Linked DNA regions of Pan troglodytes: region 1 is linked to region 2. The links are chromatin contacts, called in public Hi-C maps. All regions are on one chromosome and are shown on one strand. Each heading gives the region's core, a stretch centred on a gene start, on an enhancer-like site or on the middle of the called end of the contact. The rest is flanking DNA. Distances are from core to core; before and after follow the strand shown. Region 1 has its middle 630 kb from the start of EPHA7. Region 2 overlaps LOC104006915 (a long non-coding RNA gene).

What was found. Hi-C and Micro-C count contacts between places; a contact is called where the count stands out from the background.
Region 1: a Hi-C map of induced pluripotent stem cells shows a contact between it and region 2, with 1.9 times the contacts expected there. The contact joins two enhancer-like sites. A contact is called at or near these places in 2 of 7 Hi-C or Micro-C datasets (both in induced pluripotent stem cells).

Annotation. Positions count from the first base shown.
Region 1 is chr5:106,068,814-106,074,550 of NHGRI_mPanTro3-v2.0_pri, forward strand. No RefSeq gene overlaps it. Among named protein-coding and RNA genes, the nearest start is that of EPHA7, 630 kb to the left of the region's middle. Within about 2 kb of position 3,543, at least 1 of the 24 cell types and tissues checked has an H3K27ac peak or open chromatin away from gene starts, as enhancers often do. A contact at or near this core is called in induced pluripotent stem cells, where this site is marked.
Region 2 is chr5:105,738,816-105,744,103 of NHGRI_mPanTro3-v2.0_pri, forward strand. LOC104006915 (a long non-coding RNA gene) reads left to right here. Exons shown (of 4, transcript XR_680900.5): 4 at 1,662-5,202. Among named protein-coding and RNA genes, the nearest start is that of EPHA7, 300 kb to the left of the region's middle. Within about 2 kb of position 3,021, at least 1 of the 24 cell types and tissues checked has an H3K27ac peak or open chromatin away from gene starts, as enhancers often do. A contact at or near this core is called in induced pluripotent stem cells, where this site is marked.

The sequences.
Region 1 (5,737 bases), core at 2,293-4,792, 330 kb after region 2:
AAGAAAAACAAGACTGATAAAAAACAAAGAAATTATAATTTCAGATTTTCAAGTAGCATAATGGTTTCTCAGTGGAAAAGTTTTCTTGACGACTGCTTGAAATATGAGATGTAGAATATTTAATCTTATATAAAGAATTTAATATCAACGTGTTATTTGTAAAAGTAAAAAAAAAAGATTATCAAAACAAATAATAAACCTTGGGAGTCAGAATAAAAACAAGGATAGATAATGTCAAGAAATCAAGAAGATAATAGTGCTAGTTTCCTGATTCTATAGTGAAGATAATTGTAAAGCAGTTTAAAGCTAAGATCAAGGCAAAAGGATACTTGAACTTATTTGGAAGTACATTTGTAAATGAATGGGTTATGGAAAGGGGAGGAGTACAAGCTAAATTACAAAGTTGAGGTTAATAAAGAAAACTGAATAATTTTACATTTATACCTAATAATTTTGAAAGTAAAGATGAAAAACTCTACTTTGTAGAAAATGCCAAATCGACACTAAGAAAGAAAATGCATAAAATTGAAGAATTCTCAGAGAATGCAGAAATATGAACTATATGTGATATTATTGAGAAATATAAGAGAACTTATACTACTTCTACTCCTACCATCTAATGAAAAATGTCTAGGCTAATTTTGTAACAATCACATTTTACCTTCTTTACTAAAGAAAATATAATTTGAATATAGGGAAGTTATGGAGAAAAAAAAAAACACCTCCTGTATACAATCATACTTCTTGAGTGGATCTGAGCAGCAAAGGTGGACAGAAAGGGCTGTTACAACTGGATCATATTGAATAACCAAGACAGAAAGAGCTGAAGGGAAGTAGTAAAGCAGAAGGAGGAGAAATCTATCAGGGAACCAATAAGGTGGTGTGAAGCTAGGACAGTGTGTTGTGAAGTGATCACTAAAATATACCTGATAGTTGATTCAGGCTTTTAGAAAAACTATGAGTAAAGTCAAACATTAGATTTAAGGTAATTTGCGTCTGCAAAATTAGCACCCCAACTTAGCCTCACATCCATTAATGTAGCCCATTACACACATATGCACACATTTGATAATGGTTAGACTTGTTATGAAACCCAACTGAAGTTTTATGCCTGGGTTCCAAGCAATTCAGAACATAAGCAACATGTGGGGGGTAGTGACATGAGCTAACAACTGAACTAAATCAATAAAGAAAATAGTGTATTTCCAGAGTTGAACATGAGAATATAAGGTTATCCTAAGACCTTCAGTTAAATAGAGAATACTTGCAGCATGCTCTGGAATTCCAGCGGGCATGATATAAGGAAGGAGCATCCTCGAAGCAAATAGCTGCATCTCAATGGGTAGGAAAACCCCTGAGGACTTCTGGCTTTCATGTGAGGATAAGGAATATATTTGTAGGTTGTTTAATTAGTTATTAAATTAATTTTCAATGCTCATGCCAGTTGAGCCACATATTTTATCTCTTCAATTCAACCCAATGGAAAATTATTGAGGTCCTCTCATAGGTATTTGTATAATGGTCAGACATACAAGTGCGAATGAGAGACAGCCTCTATTACTGAAGTCCTCACAATCTATCTGTCTGCTGGACAAGAGTGGAGAAAGGGACTGAAAAAATGACTCCTACCAACATAAGGAGATAGTGCTAGAGCAGCAGTGTGAATCAAGTGCTATAGACATGGAGATGAAGGGAGCAGGAAGGAATAACCACAAATAAGAGAACACTTTTTATCAGAGCTCAAAGGATTGGCAGGGTTTTACTAGACAGAAAAATACAGATACATGGAAGTCCATAAATAAGCATATAGAGAATGAATGTGCCTCATGTGATTGGAGTCTATTGGAAGTTAGTTGATTTAGAAAAAGAGGACAGGAGAGTGTCACCACTGGCTAGTGAGCAGGCAGGCATCAGCACTAAGAAGAAACACAATGTTAAGAATAAAATGATTTGAATAAAATAAATAATACACTTTTTCTTATTGCTACATTACATTACATTAATATTACATCATTGTAATGTAATATTACACTAAGGTAATATTACATCAATATGACATTATTGAGTGCAATAACTGATCATGTTTTCAAAATAACTGTCTTTGTTTTCTATCATATAGCTCTGTTCTGTGTACATATGTCCTGTGTCTCAATTACGATCACCTTCCTCTCAGACCTCCAAGCCAGAAAGCTTAAAGCCATCACTCACGGCATAATTTTTATTTTCCCTTTCCAAAACCCTTGGATATAAGAAAAACAAAACTAATAATCAAACAAAATAACCCTCCCCCTTACTGCAACCAATTTCTAACTAGTCCCTAAATTTATTTATTGCATCCCATAGGATGCTACCAGTTTTGTTGATTCCTCTCCATTTTTACTGCAGAATTCCTAACTTAGGTCTTCATAACTGTAGATTTGTATTTCCACTTTTACTTTCTTGCTAGCTTCCCTACATTCTCCTTATCAATCCCACCAAACGATTATGCAAACTGCTTCCAGATGTGTCTCTCTAAAGTTCAGACACAGTCATGTCATGTCTCTTATTATGAAGCTCAGTGGAAAAATGCTTGAATATGATATTTAAGACCATTATTTTTCTCCTACCTATAACTGCAATTCTCTGTCAATAATAGTTAACAATATTAGAGCATTCATGGTTCCTCTCTGATTGCCTTTCACATCTATCTCTCATCTATCTATCTCTATCTATCTATCTGTCTATCTATCTATCTATCTATCTTCTATCTATCATCTATCTAACAAATATTACATCAATGCAGTTGTGTATCCTCTACTTACCATGATTTTTCCAACCTAGGCCTCAGACCATTGGAAAAGCAGTACTGCATATTAAGAACATTATGGGCTGGGTGTGGTGGCTCATGCCTGTAATCCCAGCACTTTGGGAGGCCAAGGCGGGCAGATCACCTGAGGTCAGCACTTCAAGACCAGCCTGACCAACATGGAGAAACCCCTTCTCTACTAAAGATACAAAATTAGCCAAGCGTGGTGGCACATGACAGATACTCAGGAGGCTGAGGCAGGGGAATCTCTTGAACCCAGGAAGCACAGGTGGTGGTGAGCTGAGATCGCGCCATTGCACTCCAGCCTGGGCAACAAGGGCAAAACTCAAAAAAAAAAAAAAAAACCAAAAAAAAAAAAAAAAAAAAGAGAGAGAGAGAAAGCACTGTGGCTTTTAAACCACTGCACATTTGCAGAAAATTTATTTGAGGAGATTTAACTGTTGTTAATCTAATTTACAAATTTTATTTTGCTTACAATGCTCATATTAACAAATCTATAAGGGCCCTGTTCCCATGAGCTAGGTTGAAGTGAGAGGTGAGGGATGGGGTACAGAATGCAGAACTCATGACTTTTAGATACAGTGCACACTGTTTTGCAACTCAGAATGTGTAATTACCTAAAAAGTGGAGATGGAGGGAAGGAAGAAAGCCCCAAATGTCCTGATTTATGAAGGTGTTCTGCCCTCACAGCTGCACAACCCCTGGGTGAACTGTGATTCACACTGTTTGCTGTGTCAAGCCTTTCTCCCGTTAGTGAATAGCATCCCCTTTTGGTGTGCAAAAAGTGTGGGCAGTCTTACAATGGGAACTGGATCCCTTTAAACATATGATTTAAAGCTTCCTTTTTAAGGATTTACCCATCGACAAAGTTTTAAAACTTATCATGGTATCACATGCAAGAAAAATGCAATCTCTGACAAATTATGTCAAGGAAGGCAGGTACTGTTTCTAGTGATCAAGTTATGAAAACAATTCATCCTCATTTTGTAAGAAGTATCTCATTTTCTTACTATACCTTTCTTATTTCTGGATGCATTACCTAAATTTGTAATTTACAAGTTGTAATTAGAAACTCTGAGATAATAGATTTTATGAACAAAGGAATGGTTATGTTGAAATGCATTAGATGAGTTTGTTTTAAGACAGACCAAAAGATGATTAGTGAATATTACATACTTTAGGAGGCTTAAAAAGTTATTTGTATTAATTTACTGAATAATATATCTTTACATAATGACAAAAAAAGTAATCATGTTTTTACCTTATTATAGCAAGTGACCTAACCCATTTTAAATCATGTAAGTGATTAAATTTGGAGACAAGATAAAAAAAAATCTTTCATCATCAGATGCAAAGAAATGACAACTAGAGACACAGCAGTAAGAAAAACACCCACCCCACTGAAATCCATTATATCAAAAAGGTTACATCGAACGGACTTTATCACATTACTAAAGGATTGAAAATTAACCCAAGGTTATCCACTTCATACAAAATAAACATTGAACATTCAGTGCAGCAATTTCTTTACTGCCTGCATGATGACTTACAATATAACACATATTGGTTTTTGAATGTTTTACTGTGAAAGCTGATGTAAAATAATCTTTGAAAGGACTTTTTTTGAGGAGCTCTTTATTATTATTAAAAGGGTGAGTGCCAGAGCAGCAGCAGGGAACCACTTAAATAGAGGTTCAGATACCCTGTTCTTAATAGGACAAGCTTTTAGTATTTTTATACACAAAATAGACTGACACAATTTCCTGTGGGGTTTCTTCAACATATGTAATACCCATTATGATACAACAAAGTAGTATTGACATGAAACTAATAAAGTGGGATTTTTTTATCTTTCTTTATGCATTTAAAAATTCTTACAGGATATATGAGATAATTCAAAGAAAACTTGAATTCAAGTGGAAAATGCTTGCAGAGGAAATGATATGGGCCACTTACGTGAACTCTCAATTTTTTCTTGAAATTGTGAAATTTTTGACGTGACATCCAGCTGCATAATAGTAGAACACAACAAAAATTGAAAAAACAATGTAAGGAGGGGGAAGCTCCTTTTACTGATATTAAAATTGTTCTGATCAGAAATATGCCATGCATCAATTGTAAAAATAAATTATTCCATAGCCAGCTAAGCCAAGATCAAGAATAAATGAATGAATATTCAGGTTTTCACTTTTTAAAAACATTGAATAATAAAAACCACATTGATTTGACATAAAATTAATCATTGGTAAAATATTTCCACTTATTTCACAAGATTAACTTAATTATCCTTTTATCTGCTACAAGAAGGACAAATTAAGAGATATCCTTTAGGACTGAACTCTTAATGCAAAACATTTCTTCAGAGAGGGAAGTAGATGCAAAGTTTAAGAGCTCTTTGCAGTTGGGAAGTTGCAGCTTGAAGATACATTGACATTCTTCCGCTGTTTAATGCCTTCTTAATGCTGCTCATGCATGCACGCACGCGCATAGACCCACAGACACACACACACACACACACACACAATGCTCATTTAATGGCAAATAATTGCTGTTTCTATTTGAATTGATTAAGATATATTTTAAAAAATAGGCTTTTGGCTTTTGAAATGGCACCCGTAATACCAAAGTGACATAATACTGCACTTCTGTAATTCAAATGGGCGGCCATTGAGGCAAGAGAAGCAAGTGCCTCTGTGCAATTTTCCTCCTTTTTTTGTGAGTTAAGCAGATTTACTCTTTAACGGTGGAGCTTCAGCGGATGATTATGACATCAAAGTGTGACAGACAGTGATTATGTACTGCAGGGAGAAAATGCAGTTAAAAAGAGACAATTCATTCCCATAGCTTAAAGGGACAATTTCCTTGGCCAAAAGTAAAATAAACTCTATCATCCCAGGCTTCTTTCTGAAAGAAAGGAGAGTGGAGGCTTAG
Region 2 (5,288 bases), core at 1,771-4,270:
AAAGAATCTCTTATCTTTTGTTGCTGCAGGGACTGAGCTGGCAAAAAACAAAATGTGGTATTAGAGATAGTAAAATTAGACTATCAGTTGAATTCAGAGCTTTTCCTCGTCTCTTATGTAAAAATTAGAGAATTGGTAGGGAAAGATATTTTGGCACCTCGAACACTAACTCCCATTGATAGTCCATTGACACTGAAGAATACACTATGAAAATTCCTTGTACCTCTTCTTAAAGACACCCATCGTGACTTACCAAGGTAAGGATGCCCTGGGAAAATGGAACTGCTAAGATCTTTTGGAGATGCTTAGACACAAGCATTAAACACATTAATCTATTTTGCCAATTGGGAGGATTTTCTCTCTAAAACCTACTGGATGACTTGTGGAGCTCATGGGCAAAATAATGCCACAAGAAGTCCAGTTTTCTCTTGTGCTTTTATAATAGTTTCAAATTGCCTTAAATATCAACTTACCAGAATTTACGGCAAATGGCTGCCAGTTTGCCTAGAAACTAGATAAGGGATCTCAAAGGAACTGACCTGGGGGACTAATGACAGATTTTTTTTTTTTTTTTGGTGGGAGTGGGGCATTGGGGAAGAGAATCATGGAAGAATTTTTTTAAATGGGCTCAGAACATAAAGAATATTCATGCTACATATTAATACAAAGGACATTTCTAGCCAAACAGCTCATACATTTAGATGGACAAGATAACCTAATCTCCCAATGTAGGTCATCCTCCTTCTATAGCAACTTTAGAATTTAATGAACAAAGTGGCCATGATTGAAAAGATAGTGGCTACTCACAAACACAACAACACAGGTTTCCCCTTAGCAGTGTACCAAGATATTTTACCAAAAGTAGTAAATACAAACCTACAATACTATAGGATAACTGTTTGGACAAGTGTTTGTTTGAAGTCAGTTGATGATTGTTTTACTGCTTTTGTCGTGAAGGATTCATGTAGTGCCTCAAGTCAGCATCGTTATACCTTACACAACTGAATGCTTAATTCAATGTCATTATATTTCTCATAATTTCTTCCAAGCAAGGAACTCAATTTCCTATGAACAAAGCAGGAAAATGGGGTAATGCCCTTAGGTTACTTTAGTCTTATATACTTTATTGAAGAATAAGTTAGGTATCATGTCATAGGATACTACCTATGATTTGAAACATTTTAAACATATATATTGCTATTTATTTCACAGTCAGTACACAATAGAATTGAAATTAGTACATCTTCCAATTAAACCTAATTAGTTATTCACAATATCTTTATTCCTATCTCTGAAATAATGGGAATACTGGTTTAGAAACTAGTAATATTCAAGGGAGAAATGTTACACCAGGGTATTCAGTAATGGTTGCATGGGAGTAAACATTGCCAGCTGGCCAATTCAGAATCTCATGACCTGAGTCAGCAAACAATCAGGTGGGTTAGTGTGTTGTATAGGGTAATTGATATTGAAAGTCAAGAGGAAAGATAATTGATGATACATAATACATCAGGAAGGGTGGGTCCCCAGTTGGTCCCATGGGGAATTTTTATGTGACCATATTTATTTGTAAAAGACTGAGCTGTACATATAAAACTGGCAAGAGTTCAGAACCCCTAAGAATGAAAGATTTACATAAATCTACTTTTCCTTTCTTTCAGTCACTACTATGGCAAGATCAAGACTGGATCTAGGAGATCTCGGTTCAATATGGAGATTATCCAGAGATTCTACTGTTGAAGCCAGATGCTATAACTGAAGAGGGTTAAAACTGTCTCCTTTTGGGACACCGGTAAACTGGATTTTTGCTATGAGAGGAAGTTTCATAGTACAAGACAGGAAGTTTTTTTGATTAGAATGGGCAAAAGATTTTATATGAATTCTAGGTTGCCAAAGAGATAATTGCTAGTGGGAATGTTGTGAACCTATCATGCACATGTTTACCTTATTTGGGATTAAAATCCATACTATGGGCTGGGCGTGGTGGCTCACGCCTGTAATTCCAGTACTTTGGGAGGCCGAGGCGGATGGATCATGAGGTCAGGAGTTTGAGAAGATCCTGACTAACATGGTGAAACCCTGTCTCTACTAAAAATACAAAAATTAGCCGGGCATGGTAGCATGCATCTGTAGTCCCAGCTACTCCATTCCACTCCAGTCTGGGTGACAGAGCAAGACTCTGTCAAAAAAAAAAAAAAAAAAAAAAATCCTTAGTATGTAAATCTTGGAGGAAGCCAGAATTTAAGGTCAGACTGAAAAGGTCATATATTCTTCTTTCTTTCCCCTGGCACCTAGAGCAGGGCAACTGACTAGGTTCAACCTACTGGATGGCCTACTTTGAATTTTCAGGAAGTAATACAAAATTTAAAAAGGTCTGTGAAAAATTATTGACCATCGCTGTGTTCACGGCAGCTGTGCCCAGTGACAGTAGGTCTGGTTCAGTGGTATTCAGGAACAACAGAGTGAGTGGTTCTTGTGTTCCAACCAGGAAATTCCTCCAGTGGAAATTACCTGTATTTTCTGATGTTTGACCTTCCTGTTTTCCCAAATATGGTTATCAAGCTTTTGAGTTAATTCTAATATCTACTCAGTAGGCTCCTGTCTATTGAATCTTTTCAGGATTCAAATCCAACTTCAACATTACCTCCAATCAAATGCTCTCCCTGGACCCTACATTGCTAATTGAAATGCCATTCTAAAAGCTTCATATTATAGCTCCTGTCATGGCACTTCTCATATTTTGTTATAATTGTTTTCTTTGTCATATTAACTTCCCAAGTAGAAAGTCGAAAGGACTAAAACTTTCCTGTGGTTAAGAAAATCTAGCCTCATATAAGGTTTGATAAAGTAGGAATCCTGCAACTGTGTTTCTAATCAATGAGTATAGTTGACCTCTGGTTGTTACCTTACATAGTTACTAAGTTATTGCCTCTCAGCTCACGCTGTTTCTTCTACACTCTGCGCTGTGAAGCTGGACTGGAAATCTGCAAGCTTCATGTCTGCTTTGCCAGCTGCCTTCCTCTTAGCCTTGGCTAGTAGAAAGCACTAGAGGGAGCTGTAAGGATGGAAGAGGGAAAAGAGACTTGCTCCATTTTGTTTGTTTGGTGCTGGCTTCCCATTTGCTTCCTGTCATTGAGCATCACCTTAGCCTCATCTCACCTCTTCCTGCTGGTAGCAGCAGTTTGTCTCTGTAGAATGTTTAATTGACTTTGCAGTTCTTCAACATTTGCAGAATCACTCTCAATGTGCTCCTGCAAAAACAGCAGCCCCTGATGCTGTCAATCAGCATTCCTCTTCAGAGGCCTGGGTCCTAGTCCCATAAGATATTTCCCTCAAGCAAAGAGACACAGGCATGGGTGAAGCAGCACACTTTATCTGAGGTCTGAGTTTCAGCTCTGCACAGATCTTCCTCCAAGACTGTGTTTGCATACCCGGTCATAGTAGGGTAGCTGCAGCCTATAGAAACTCCTTCCATAACAATGCAATTCTTTTTCTTTTTGCCATTTTAAGTCTTTAGTACCTAATTAACAATTGTTTATATAAAACCATTTCTGTTAAAATAACTGACTTGATTTTGTCTTCTGAATGGACCCTAACTGATACACAATCATTCTAGAGTAGTATATGCAAAAGCATGCTTGATGGTACCCTGAACTGTTCTGGCCCATTTAAACCACAAGTAGCCAGAAAAGTGCATCCTTCTACATGTGATATATTGACTCAGAGAACTAGAACAATCCAGGTGCTTAGGCCAATTTGAATTGTATTTTCAGTATTCAAAATCAAAAGATGTAATGAGGATGTTCATGTTTTACTCTATTTTTGTATTGTTTATTTACAAAATTAATCATGTCAGGGTATTGCATATAACAGATTATGTCCTCAAATTGGATAATTTGAGATGAAATTAATAAAATGATGACCTACAAACCTGGAACAGGGTATAGAGAAATCAAAAGAGATTTCTGTACCCCAGGGCCAGTTATAGTGGAGAGAACTGTTATCACCCTTATATCTGAAAGGACTAAAACCCGTAGAGCGATTTGTGTAGCAAGCATCACCCGTCAAGAGCTGTGACCTTTGGCAGAGTTATACAATCAACCTGCAGAAAAGAAGCGAGGAAAATAAATTTTCCTACCTACCTCTGATCTCCTGCCAGGAATATCCATTAGCCAAACTCAACTAGAAACTGCAGGGCAAGGGAAACACTTGATGCAGTTCATAGAGATCATTGTCCTGTGGGTCTACCAGGGAGCAGTGGAGGGCAGAAGATCTGATGGAGTGAATGGAATACAGCTTCAAAAAATGGGTTAATTATAAGCATAATTGAGATATTTTTAATAATGGAACATTTTCAGGAAGAAATCTTTTTGAATAAATGAGGAATATATTCTGAGGGCAGGGAGAGAATGGGATGGGAAGAGAGGAGAACATTTACAAAGCATTTCTGGAAGCATAGAAGTTAAATATCAAAGAAAAACACTGTCATCAGAAAACATGAGAGGAATTGGAAATATAAGTGTTCTAAATAACTTTTTTACTTTTAACAATAAATACAGATTTTTAACACACTTTCATCTTGATTCTGGGAAGCATTTTAGTGCTCAGTAGCATTAAGAAACACTGAAACAGATTGACAAATACCTCCAAACATATATAACATGTGTATGTATGTATGCTTTAACATTTCAAAATATAATGTGCTAAGTTTCAAAGCATTTATAATTAATTAAGCTGTTTTCACAGCCCTTTAGAAGAATATTTTTCCAGGATAGCTGACTGCATAATGCTTTGCATGATTTATTTATAGACTACTAATGAAGACATATCTAATCATCATAATTAATTGGTATTTTTGTGCTTTGGGGCCTAATCACAAAATCTTTTACATGCTGGCTCAAAGTAAACCTGGCTATGGGGCAAACATTTAGGACAAAACCTGCTTGTTGTTTTTAATATACAGCTCCATTTTATTGATTTGTTTATTCAACATTTCTGACTCTGATTATACAATGCCAGTATAAGTAGCCCATTTTGGTCAATTTAACTTTTTAAAATACTTTCTTAAACAAACAAAAAGAAACCAGAGGAATCATATTTGGCATAGTAGATAAAAACTTCAGTTTTTACATTATTTATTGTGTTGTGTTACTATCAGATAGTGATACTGTTTATAAGAATTTTGATTACCTTGAAGTGAAAGCAGAATTATTCTCTTCTAATTTACTTGTTAATTTTCCTTTTTCTTTTACTCATATGAAAAGTAATTTGAACTCACTGTTACGAGA